Regions from separate parts of the Mus musculus genome. Here region 2 is linked to region 1. Evidence: chromatin contacts called from public promoter capture Hi-C data. All regions are on one chromosome and are shown on one strand. The core of a region is the stretch at or near the end of the contact, and the rest is flanking DNA. Distances in the headings are between cores, read along the strand shown.

The links. Capture Hi-C pulls out chosen DNA fragments and counts their contacts.
Region 2: a contact with region 1 is called in a promoter capture Hi-C map of adipose tissue, with 4 times the contacts expected there. The contact joins the promoter of Tial1 here to the promoter of Slx1b in region 1. A contact is called at or near these places in 2 of 39 promoter capture datasets (liver and pre-B cells) and 1 of 9 other capture datasets (adipose tissue).

What each region holds. Positions count from the first base shown.
Region 1 is chr7:126,693,831-126,697,034 of GRCm38.p6, reverse strand. Slx1b (SLX1 structure-specific endonuclease subunit homolog B (S. cerevisiae)) reads left to right here and starts at 1,252. Exons shown (of 6, transcript NM_029420.4): 1 at 1,252-1,610. The coding sequence starts at 1,432. Bola2 (bolA-like 2 (E. coli)) reads right to left here and starts at 1,035. Exons shown (of 3, transcript NM_175103.3): 1 at 936-1,035; 2 at 755-852; 3 at 342-480. The coding sequence starts at 998. The coding sequence ends at 381.
Region 2 is chr7:128,460,021-128,463,562 of GRCm38.p6, reverse strand. Tial1 (Tia1 cytotoxic granule-associated RNA binding protein-like 1) reads left to right here and starts at 1,890. Exons shown (of 12, transcript NM_001347640.1): 1 at 1,890-2,438. The coding sequence starts at 2,407. Gm32816 (a long non-coding RNA gene) reads right to left here and starts at 1,843. Exons shown (of 4, transcript XR_378509.4): 1 at 1,311-1,843.

The sequences.
Region 1 (3,204 bases), core at 3-2,502:
CTGTGAAGAGACTGACAGAAATTCTGTATCTTGTCTCTGCTACTTCCAGGAACCTGGAGTGAGGGAACCTGGGAGAATGCTCAGGGTTTCTGAGGGCTGACAGAGCAGGAACACCCTGCTTTTTGAGGTCTGACCTTGGTGACAGTACAGACCACAGGGTTTGACAGTAAAGCCTTGGCAGACTTAAGAACCGAATCTTCATTGTTTAAGTTGGGACCTAGAGGGCTCAGGAAAGAAATCCATCCAAATTTGCTGAAACAATGGCTGGAGGAGAGTCAGGGAAAAGCCACATCCGTGACTTGGCCTCAGGGTCTTCAAACAGCACACTGAGACCAGCTGGGCCAGGTTTAAATTTTAATGACTGTTCAGGCCTAGGCCCCTCATTCACGCCGCTGTCGGGTCCACTGCTCTGGGGTCAGAGTTTTCTGCTCAAAGGCATGGATGTGCGGGAGCTCTTCGGCTAAGCACTCGTTCACCAGCCTGGAGCGAGAGAAGGGAATGGGAAATGAGCGGCCTCAGCTGGAGTGATGGGCTCCGAAGCTAGGGTGACCAAGGAGATCGGAGACGTCTCCAAGAAGTGGGGATTCAAGGAGAGGACAGGAATCCAATCACAAAGGCAGGAGCACCCTCGGGGCTATGGGTCACATCTCCGGGCTTTGGGAATGAGTTGGTCCCACCCATGGCGAGCGGATGCCCGGGCTGCCATCCGGAGCCTGAGGCTTGGCTGGGTGAGAGGCTGGCTCCCGGGGCTCACCGGTGTCTCTGGAGCAGTGGCTTTCCCTCGAACTTAGCCGACACCACCAGGACTCGGAAGCTGGTCGCGCAACGGTTCAGAGTCGTGTCCTCCACCTCCTAGCGGGCAGAAGACCCGGACGATGGAACACGCGCCCAGGAGTCCTTCCCCACCGCCCGCGACCTCTCAGCATCGCACTCACCACATGCTCTGCCTCCAGGTCCTGCCGCAGCTTCTCGCGGAGGTAATCGGCGCTGAGTTCCATAACCACAGCCCGGCGGGGCTACAGCCCAGCGTGCAAAGAACCTCGCCTCGGGTCCCGCCACCTCGCTTTCCGCCCTCACTGCAGCCACTTCCTCCACGCCGCTCACTTCCGCCCTTCCTAGGGCGGCTTCGAAGGCAGCACTTCCGCCTCCTGGCTCCCTTGAATTCCCAGCACTTGGGAGGTTTCCTCCCAACAGTTAGCCAATCCGAGCCGGACTGGAGGGCAGCCAGTCCTGCGGTTCCGCTTGCACACCCTCCTCCTGCCAGCAGGCGGCGCAGCAAGTCGCTCTGCCGGCTTTCCAGGAGTTTGCAGGACCATTCTCCCGTGCTTTTTCCTAAACCAAGGTTTTGCAGTCCTGGCTACCCAGCCCTTTCCGAGGTCCGAGGTCCCAGAAACCACCCCCAACTCTGGCCCTTCAACCCAGAAAGTCCGGATGGACCATGCAGCAAGACCCGGGCGCTTCTTCGGTGTCTACTTGCTCTACTGCCAGAACCCTCGGCATCGGGGCCGCGTTTACGTTGGATTCACTGTCAATCCTGCTCGTCGGGTCCGGCAACACAACGCGGGTCGCAAGAAAGGTGGAGCATGGCGGACCAGCGGGCGAGGACCCTGGTAAGAAGGCGCGGGTGTCTGGTCGGAAGGCTCCGCGTAGGAGGCGGGCCGCTAGGGCAAAGGAGTGACAGAGGCGGGACCGGTTTTTTTTTTTTTTTTTTTTTTAGATCTGGGGCGGTGCTGAGTCCCTGGCCTGCCACCAGAGCAAGCGTAGCAGCGAGGTGGCACCTTATGTATATCAACACTCTGCGATGGCTGGATTAAAATTTGTGATGCTTAATTGGATTACGAGTGCACAAGTTTAGGGCTGCTTTGTAACTCCACTACCAGGGTATCAGACGCCCTCTTCTAATCTCTGCACATACGTACCAAACATTCATGCACATAAATGGATTTAAGAAAAAAAAAAATCAGATACAAAAGCTATGCTATGCAATTAACCTAGGTCCTTATCTTAGGGTTACTATTTTTTAAAATAAAGATTTAAAGATCTATTTATTCATTTTATGTATATGAGTACAGTGTAGCTGCCTTTAGACACGCCAGAAGAGGGAATTGTATGCATCGCAGATGGTTGTGGGCCAGCACGTGGTGGCTGGGAGTTGAACTCATGACCTCTGGAAGAGCAGTCAGTGCTCTCAACCTCTGAGCCATCTCTGCAGCCCCCTAGGGTTACTATTGTTACTATTGTTACTATTGTTGTGATGAGTCACCAGGACCGAAAGCGTACTGGGGAGGAACGCGTTTATTTGGCTTACACTTCCATGTGAATGTGCTTTCATCTCCTCAGATGAAGGGGTGAGAGGAGAGCCGTACCCAAGCTGTGTGAATATATGGCTTGGGCTGAGCCAGAGCGTTTCTTTCTCTGTTCTAACTATCCCTAGGCCTACCCCTGGAAGCTTCTAACCTCTGTACAATCTATTCTTCCAAGATGGCTGATTCAATCCGGCTTCTCTCAGCTTTTGACTGAATTGCTCTGCTTGGCCTCATACTAGCCTTGACAATCTGTTCTAATCTTCTGGCTCCTTCTCATTCTCTGGCTCCTTTTGTCTTCACCGGTGTCTAGCTTGTTCTCTCTACAACCTGTCTCTGTAAAACTTCCCTGACCAAACTTCCATACACATACAGCCCTCCCTTCTCTCTGCTTTTTTTTTTTTTAAGAATTATTTTTTTATTTAATGTATATGAGTACACTGTTGTATCTTCAGACACACCAGAAGAGGGCATCAGATCCCATTACAGATGGTTGTGAGCCACCATGTGGTTTCTGGGATTTGAACTCAGGACCTCTGGAAGAGCAGTCGGGTGCTCTTACCCACTGAGCCATCTCACCAGCCCCCTCTCTCTGCTCTTAAGTAGCTTCTCTTTCCTGTGTTGTTTTCATGTAGGTTGGACATCTGCCCTTTAATTAGATGTCATTTTCAAACATGGCTGCGTCTACAAACTCACCTTACCTTCACTGTAGGGATGAAAGGGCGTGTCTGCGTTCCAGCAAATCATACTGTAGTCCAGGCCGTGTTGGCATTCCAGCCCCATCATATAGACCTGGGCCTTTGGATGTGATTCCTTACCAGAGCAGCCATGTTGCTGGATTAAAATTCCTCTATGTTTCCACTTCACGTTCATCGTTGGAGGAAGTCAGGACAGGAACTCA
Region 2 (3,542 bases), core at 641-3,140, 1.8 Mb before region 1:
TTGGTGACTAGCTTTCCTGCTCTCTACACAGCATGTGTGGACCTCTCTTTGTCTTGGGATGCTAACAGGTTGAGGCTCTGTGGGCGCTCCCTGGTTTCAGGTCCCCAGGTAGCTGTTTTTAAAAATAGATTCTCCCTTCAGATTGCTTCTGGCTACTGGCCTCTGAGTCATACAGTGTGACAAGATAAGATTCTCTCTGCTGTTGAATTTTTCTGCTGGGGCAATTACTGCTGCGTCAAACCTGGATTTAAGGCTTACAAGGGTTGTGGGCTTGTTCTGGGTATAGGACTGCCTGCGTTTCATTTGGCTTACCTTTTGGAAGTGGATGGGAACTGTATGGCTGAGGCTGAGCTTGGTGCCTTCCCCACCTCTTCCCTTCCCTATTTTTTTTTCTGACCCCTTTGTTTCACTTGTGTAGATTTCTGAAGCTCTCTGAAGTTCTTTCCTTTCCTTTTTTAAAAAAAAAATTAATTTTTTTTTTTTTTGGCTTTTTCGAGATAGGATTTGCTGTGTATAGCCTTGGCTGTCCTGGAACTCATTCTGTAGACCACGCTGGCCTCGAACTCAGAAATTCGCCTGCCTCTGCCTCCCAAGTGCTGGGATCAAAGGCGTGCGCCACCACGCCCAGTTGCTCTTTCCTTTTTCACTTTGGGATATAATCCGTTTCTCGTTCAGACTTACTCTCTCCTTCCTAGGCTCATGGAGAAGCAGCCTCCAATCTCCCACTGTACCTGTAAATTCAGGTAGGGTTTCAGTATGCAGCTAAGCAGATCTATAAGCTACCCCAAAGCTCTCTGTTGGCCACCAGACCTTTTCTCTCCTTCAATGAGACAGTGTGCAGCTGGGGGCACGGGAGAGCTGGTTAAGAGCACACTTACAGTGGCTTCCAGTTTGGTTCTCAGCACTCATATGCAGCTCACAACCACTGTTAACTCCAGTCTCAGGCAGGGAATGCCATCCCTTCGTCTGACCCCTAGGGGCCTCAGCCACAAATGTGGTGTACATCCAGTAGATTGTCATGATTCTATCTCCTCTCTTGCTTTAGCATCTCAATACTAGCAGCCCGTGTCCTCCAATACCGAACTCCAGACTGTTTTGGCATGAGACCTGGTCGTTGAGCCTCTTTGCTGTTTTCACTGATTATTAGTTTTTGATAAGGTCTTGGTATCTATTTCTAGGCTGGCCTTAAATCCATTATCCTCCTGTTCAGTAGCACTGTGCGCCACCACGCGAATATTTAAGTTTTAAGTAGGGATTTGAAAGAGCGGTACAAGCCATTTGAATGAGGGGCTGCTCTTTTGCAGCCTTACCCACTAATCCGATGAGATAATGGGTAGCGATCCTTGTGGAACTTGTAAAGCAAGTTACAAGCGGTATAGTCTAGAAAGGCCTATCTGGTTAGAACACGTGCTCAAAGACAAGGCTGGATCTGGTGTTGCCCGATGTCCGCTACATCTCTCCGGGTTCAGAGTTGCCACTCTTTTGCCCGTCGCGTGAGGCGTCGGTTGTTGAACACGGACCAGCAGTTCTGAGAGTAGAGGCGGGCAAGGCCGGCTGACGGGAGAACCACGCGGAGCCAGCACACCGCCTGATCTGCAGTTGAAGAAACCGCTCTGGGGCTGGACGGAGGCGGAGCAGAAGCTCACACTGGACCAACAGAAGAGCCTTAAGATGCTAAGAGCGATCCTGGGGCGGGCCCCGGCGCGAGGCACTCTGGGATTTGTAGTTTACTTCCCGGACAGCTCCTCTCTATTTCGGCCGCCCGCCTTTTATTCCTCGCTCTATCCCGGCACGCCGACTACTTAGTCGCGGCACGTCCTCACGTACGACTACACTACCCAGAAATCTCTCCTTCGCGCTCCGGCAGGCGCAGGGTCTGCCTTGAACTACAGTTCCCAGAAGGCCACTGGAGAAGGGCTTCCCCCACTTTCCCGGGACCGCAATTCCCGGAGACTTGGTTTCGCGGCTTTTCTCTCTGTGTTGGGTCTCTCTTGGACCCGGATAGGTCTTGACTGGCCAGCAGGCCCACAGCGACAACGTGCTCCGTCGTGTCCAGTCGCAGGGTGTACTCTTTGGCCGGGCTTTCTGTCTCTTTAGCTACTTTTGCCGGACAGGCCGTCGCAGCTGGCCTGAGCAGTGACCTGGCGGGCCGCGCCTGCGCCCTGCCGCGTTTCCTGCCTGGCTGGTGGTGGCGGCCATTTTGTTCATCCTCCTCCTCCTCCTGCTCCTCCTGGTTGGAGCGCAGTGTCCGGAGCGGGCTGGGGGGAGCGGACCCGAGAGCGGGGTTCAGTACCTTTTCCTCTGTCCCCAGCCGGCGCCCGGAGCCCCCCTCCCCTTCCTTCCCGCCCCCTCCCCTCCCCAGCCCTGCCCTCCCCCTTGTCCCGGGATCACTCCGTCGCACCCACCATGATGGAAGACGACGGACAGCCCCGGACTCTGTGAGTACCCGAGACCCGGGGTGCCAGGCACCGAGTGGCCCGGGCACTGCGGGAAGCGGAGGGAGGAAGGGAGAGCAGGAGCCCGGGACTAGAAGCGGAGAGCCGGGCGTCGCGGTGGCGCGGCTGTGAAGTGCATTCCTCATCTGTCCCCCTTCCCAGAGAAGGAAGCCCTCCCTTCCCCCCCAAACACAGTCACTTCCTAGGGTCTAGGGCTTGTCTCGACTTTTTCCTCCCGACCCCTTCTTTTGCACACTCTTGCTTGGCTGGGCTTGTGCACGGCTGAGGCTGTCAGGCGCGGGAGAGCTACTGTTCCCCCTGTGCTTTGGGGGCTCCGGGCTGAGCCAGGAGCTGTGGGTCCCTACGGGGGCAGGGCTTGGCGGGGGTGGGACCACTACTGCATCCTTTGGCTTGAACGTTTAGCCTCAGTCCACGTCCTCAGCAGTCCACGTCCTCAGCCTCAGTCGCTCCGAGTCCTTCTCCCCAGTCTACCACTCTTTAACCAGAGGAGCCCCTTGTCTCTTTCTGCCCCACGTGCCCCACGCTGTCAGAAACACCCGCCTAGCGCCTGCTGCTTTTGAAGTGCCAAAGTGATTGCTTTTCGCCACCGTGCACCACCTCTGTCCCTTGGATAACGAAGTTTACTTTGAGCGCTTACTGCGCCAACCTGACAACCAGTTAAACTCCTTTCGCTCAGTTAGTGATGCCGCTTCCTAATCCGTTTGTGCGTCCGGACCATCGGAGTTGGATAAAAGGATGACTGCTCCCGCTATTTGTTACCTGTCTTTTGAGTGCTATTTTTCGCGGTATAGCTGTCGGGTTTCACCTGAAGCCCAATCTAATGAATGAATCGCATCTTCCAACCGCTTAATTGGCGTTTCCTACCCCCCTCCGCCGGCCCCCCCTCCCATGCAGAGTGATGACTCAGCGTCTGTATTCCTTTCCAAATAGTGTGGCACTCTTTTTTTTTTTTCCTTAGTCTGAGTAATTTCCAATTCATTGTTTAAAGTGAGCACCTTGGGTTTTCCCAGCCTCTCCAGGCCTACTACTCCTGCCTGGAGTAAATACATAGAGTCAGCCTACTGCTTTGTCTCTCTTGCCTCCCAC